Regions from separate parts of the Mus musculus genome. Here region 2 is linked to region 1. A link is a contact called in public Micro-C data. All regions are on one chromosome and are shown on one strand. The core of a region is the stretch at or near the end of the contact, and the rest is flanking DNA. Distances in the headings are between cores, read along the strand shown.

Region 1 (2,700 bases), core at 120-2,619:
CCCAAGCCGGGCTCTGCGCACCCCCCACTCCCAGGGCCCCTGAGAGCCCTTACCTGGAAGCCGGCGACGCTGCCGCCCATCTCCCTGCTGCGGGTATGCAAACCGAACAGCGGGCGAAGGCCCTTCTGCCGGGCACTCCTCTGCCAGCGCCGCTCTGCCCGAGTCGCAGAGGCCGAATGTGCGACGGGACAGAACGGGGAGATGGCTTTTTTGGTGGGGAGGGGGGCGTCTCTTCTGCTTCTTTAGGGTATCTTAGGGCTGGGGCGGGCCAGATATTGTACTTTCGGGGGGGAAAAGGTATCGGGAAATGAGGTCAGCTGTTGTATCAAGGATAGTTGGGGGGCAGAGATAGTGAGAGAGACAGAGTGAACGTGAAAGGGGGGGACCACAGAGAGGGAGAGAGGGAGAGAGGACAGCGAGAGGCGGGTAGGCTCACAGCGGGAGAGGACAGCACGGAGAGAAACAGAAAGCGTATAATTAATCCACTTGGGTAGGCGAAGGCAGAGGGCGGACGTGAGGGGGAGGGAGTCTGAGGCGAGGAGGAACGGGGAGGGGGCAGGAGGGGAGCTTAGGAAAGGTGGCGGGTAAGCGGGTGCGCGAGGGGGGGCGCACCCTAAGCAGAGGAGAGGATGCAACTTCGAAGGACCGAGGACGGTGTTGAGGGGGGAGGAATGGAGGCGTCACCCCGGCCACGGGCACCCAGCTCGGTTAGGGTCGACGGAGCCCTCAGCCGTCGTAAGCCCGGGCTTCTTGTGGGGGGGACAGGCGTGGCGGCGCCTCAGCTGCTCGGGACTGCAGCGAAAAGAGGGGAGCAGCCGGGCTGCGCACCGGGGAGGGCTGGGAGGGGAAGCGCGGGGGATGACAACGCCGGCGACCTGCAAGCCGGACTGCCTGCGGTGGGGACCGCCTCCTCTGGCGAAGCAGGAATGGGGTGTTGAGGTAGATAGAGGAGGAGGCGGTGGGGAGATCCGCAGGCCCGACGGAGCGCGGCCCCGCCGACGGCGCCCTGCACAGGAGTTAGCAGCAGCGAGGTGGCGGACGGCGTCGACGCGGGGCCGCCAGCCCGGATGGAGGCGCTGGCGGGCCGAGCGCGGGCGGGCGTGGGCCAGGAGGCGGGGGCGGCCGGAAGGGGGGGCCGGGGGCCGGCCTGGCCTCACGCAGCTCCGCCGGAGAGCAGGCGAACTCCGGGCGCCAACGCCCGGTTCTTATAGCCGCGCCACCCCGCGGCTCGGCGCCCGCTCGGGCCCCGCTGGCCTTACGCCCGCGCCAATGGGCGTCCGCAGGGCCCTCGCCCCGCCCCGGGACCGCCCCCGCAACTCGAGCCACGCGGGGAATGCGGGTCGGGGGCCCTGGGCACGGGGGTTGCCGGTGGGGGGGGGGAGTGGAGTGCCTGGTGGCAAAGATGGGGGGGGGCTGTGCGCCCCAACAGGCCCACTAAATCCTGGGTGTCTATCCCTAAAAATCGAGGTCCCATGTCATGTTTCCGGGGTGCCCTGTGCTTGTGCAACATGGGCGCGTGGTGCGAACCAACGTGCGTGGCACCCTAGGCCTCAGTGGTAGTGGCAGGACCTGTGCTCAGTTAGAGGGTTACAAGGTAGGCGCATCCCGGCCGACTGAGTTAAGGCGCAGGTAGCTGGGTAGAGGGTTCTCACAGGGACCTACTTGCTAAGCAGGGGACAGTCCCCTGGATCGGCTGGGGGGGGGGGGGGGAGCGCGCAGCCTCCACCTGCCTGAGCAGGCAGGGCGGGCTGTGAGGCACCTCGAATAGCAGCCAGATAGATCTTACTAAGCGCCCCTAACCTCTGCTTTGCCTGGGATCTCCTAGCAGCCTTTGGGGGGCCACCAGGTGCACCATGAAGGGAAGGCTGGCTTGGCCACGCCAAATCTGGGCCCCGCGTGGAGCCCCCGCACAATGTCTGCGCCCTTCAGCAGAAAAAGAAGCAGGGCGGGAAACGTAGCTCAAACCAGACCTGTAAACCAGAGCTCACTGAAGTGCTTCTAAGCGGCGCGCCTTTGGGACCCCACCCAGTATGAGCAGATAACAGTTCCCTGTCCTCAGCACTTTGAATTTGCTTAGTTGCAGGTTCGGCCCCAGGGGCCAATGCGATAATTCCGGGCTATTAAGAAACTCTCCCCGGGTGGTTTCAGATATAAGAAGCCATTGTGATTTTTACCAAGTCAAAATCACTTCTAAACCGGTGCACCTTGTTTCCCTCTCCCGACCTCCGCACCTCTAGGCCTCTAAAGGGCCACTACTGGCGGAAACCAGTGCACCCGGGGCTAACCTCCCGGCCCGACCATCAATCACCGCGCCCGCGCTCTACACTCGCTTCCCCAAGCCCTCGACCTGTAGGGTTGGAGGCTCCAAGCCGCCCGAGCGCTCTGCCCTTCCCGCTTCCTGGCCGCCCAGGCGCTTTCCCTACCACCGCGTTGTTTGCAGAGTGCACACAAAGTGGCGCGCGTTTCGGAGCGCCCAGCCCAAAGGAGCGCTGCCGCCGAGGGAGAAGCCAGCAGCCCGCTCCCGCGCTACTCCGCAGCAGCCCTGAGGACAAACTGCGAGGTAGCCGGTGCCCCGCAGTGGAAGAGCTGGGGCACGAGGGAGCGCGCCACGGGGAGCTCACCACAAGGCCGAAGGTCGGGTCCGCTGGCGCAGGAGGATCGGAGGAGAAGGGCGGGAGAGCGGATGAAGTGGGAGCTGCT
Region 2 (2,700 bases), core at 13-2,512, 840 kb after region 1:
TATTATATGTAAGTACACTGAAGCTGTCTTCAGACACACCAGAAGAGGGCATCCAATCTCACTACAGATGGTTGGTTATGAGCCACCATGTGGTTGCTGGGGTTTGAACTCAGGGCCTCTGGAAGAGCAGTCAGTGCTCTTAACCGCTGAGCCATTTCTCCAGCCCTCAAAGGCACTTTGAATGGTTCCCGGGATGTGGAGAGGGAATAACACCAGATAGGAGACCCTTTCACTCCCACCCTTCCACACATTCGCCCCAGCAGGAACTACACAGACCACACAGTTGTTAAAAAAAGAAAAGTGACATTGTTTATTTGGAATGAAAATATGGTATAAAAAATATTAACACGGAATGGTGGGTTGGAAGCAGGTAACCAATATAAATACGGTCCAATAAGTTAGCGCACCCGCACAGCGGGGCAAGGCTCAGCAAGCACGGGAATATCTTCGGTGAAGAGCAGCGGCGGCGTCACCCGGGGCATCCCCTGGGCTCCTGGGCTCCTGTCTGATGCGGCAGCGTGGGCTGGTTCCCGGCTCAACTGGTCCCGTGCGTTTCTGTAGGGAGAAGACTGAGTCAGGAGCTGCCCGGGTGCAGCTTTTAAGTCTCCAGGTGGGCCGAGCAGCTCCTGCCATGCGTTCCAGGTCCCCTCTCCAAAGGGTTTTCAAAGACGTAGGATTCCCCCCTCCCCCTCCCCGTGGCTTTTAAAATCGAAGTTTTCCCCACTGGGAGGCATGACCCCCATTCACTTTCCCCATGCCCCGTACTCCGACGCCGTGGACAAGTTTGTTACTCACCACGGACCCAGAGCGCTCTGCTCTCCCGGCTCGGAAGGCATTTCAGACTCAGAGCGCTGATACCGGTAGCGGGGAAAGTCTTGCAGCGCCCGACGGTTCTGGAAGTCGATCAGCGCCATGGTGATGGCCGCGTTCCAGCAGCTCTCCACCGTGCAGCGGAAGTCGATCTCCTTGTAATAGTTGGTGACGATGGTGAAGTACACGTACTTAGAGGTGTGCTCCACGCAGTCCACCTTGAGGATGGAGTGGAAAAACAGCTCCTTGGCGGGGCTGGTTTTCCCGGAGAAGAGGCGCAGGCGGTCGGCGGTGAGCACGCAGCGCTTCTTCTTCCATACCTGGAACAGGCTGTCGCTTCGCTTCTCCAGCTCGCCCTCGCAAAGGATCTCGTCGGAGGTCTTCACGGTTTTCGAAGACATCACGATTTTCGAAGCCATTTCGAAAGGTTGCACCAAATGCGCTCGCTCTGCTGCGGGCCGCGGCCGCGGCGTGGTCTTTATAAGGACTCCGCCCCGCAGCCCAGACACGCCCCGGAGTCGGGCACTCTCAATCCCAAGCAGGCTCTCGGAGCTGCCCCCCACCAACCGCCCCAGGCTGCCCCTTACCCATTGCTTGAAGCTACCGCTTATCGGAGGACGGAGGGTGGGGGGCGAGAACTGATTGGCGCCTCTCTGACGGGAGCCCCGAGCCTTCCCTCCAGCCCCAACGTCCCAGCTGCCAGGTGGAGTGACTTGTGGTCCCCTCCCCGCCCAGGCTCCGGCCCTGCCTGCAGAGGAATGCACCTCAGCGGTCCCTGCCCCTCGTGACTCACGGGCCGGGAAGACCTGGGAAGCGCCCGACCCCTAGACTGAACTACCGCGCTCAGAATCCCACTCACGGGGAGACCGAACACGCGGGTCGTGGACTCACGGGTTCTTTCCAAGCCCTGGCCACCGTCTCCTCCCACCTTGGGCGAGCATCCAAAGGCCACCCACTAGACTTTCTTGGGAAGTAGCCCTGCCCCAACAGGCTTTATCACCCAAGTTGCTCCCCAAAGTTGTACCTCGAAATTATCTCAGTTTCTTTTCCCTTCTGTAAAATGGGACAATGACCTTTTAGTAAGTTAGACAGTGAAGAAGTGGAGGAGGAACAGCACCCTGCAGTGCTCAGCCACGTGAAGAGAAAGGCCTGCCTCTTTCCCGTGTGCCCCAATCTAGGCTACAGACACCTCGGGCTGCGACTGTACAACCTCGACGTGCTGGAAACTCACGATGGGGGCGGGGGGGGGGGACGGGAGCTAGCAAAGCTAGCTTGGGGAATGAGGGGACCGACCTAAGGGCTAGGGGCGGCGGGGGCGGCGGGGGCGGCGGGGGCGGCGGGGGCGGCTGAGTCATCGCCTTTCAGTGCAAGATTTTATTTACCCTCTGCCTTTAAAGGTTTAATAGTAGTAGGAAGCAGACGCAGCTCCTCCAGGGTTCCCAGGGATGGGGGAGGGACTGGCCTAGGGACCCCAGGAGTCCCCTGCTATGGTGGGATGGGGGCAGGGGTGCTGGGGTGGGATGGAGGACAGAGGCGCTACAAGGAAACCCTCAGCCCCACCCCTTCCCCCTACCCCCACCCCTTCTCCCACCTCCACCCCTTCCCCCATCCCCACCGCCACCTCCACCCCTGGCTGTTGGAAAACCAGACACCATGCTTCTAGGTGGACTGGCTCCCAGTGAAAACACAGGTTCCTCCATTTAAACAATTGAGACAGCCTAAAACTCCAGTTCGGTGGCCTAGTGTTGTTCTAAGGCAGGTTTATACCACAATAAGGAGGCTGAGGCAGGAAGGACCAATCTAGCTCAGTCTGGGTTTTACAGTGAGCCCGAGAGTAACCAAAGCCGCAAAGCAAAAATGAAGTAAAGGGGCTGGAGAGGTGGCTCAGTT

The links. A called contact is a pair of places that touch in the nucleus more often than the background predicts.
Region 2: a Micro-C map of embryonic stem cells shows a contact between it and region 1, with 6 times the contacts expected there. The contact joins the promoter of Phlda2 here to the promoter of Igf2os in region 1. A contact is called at or near these places in 1 of 484 Hi-C or Micro-C datasets (embryonic stem cells) and 1 of 115 datasets of contacts at active chromatin or transcription factors (pancreatic cancer cells).

What each region holds. Positions count from the first base shown.
Region 1 is chr7:142,658,311-142,661,010 of GRCm38.p6, forward strand. It overlaps Igf2os (insulin-like growth factor 2, opposite strand), which reads left to right and starts at 1,370. Exons shown (of 4, transcript NR_002855.3): 1 at 1,370-2,700. It also overlaps a transcript of Igf2 not described here.
Region 2 is chr7:143,501,262-143,503,961 of GRCm38.p6, forward strand. It overlaps Phlda2 (pleckstrin homology like domain, family A, member 2), which reads right to left and starts at 1,263. Exons shown (of 2, transcript NM_009434.2): 1 at 796-1,263; 2 at 287-555. The coding sequence starts at 1,229. The coding sequence ends at 555.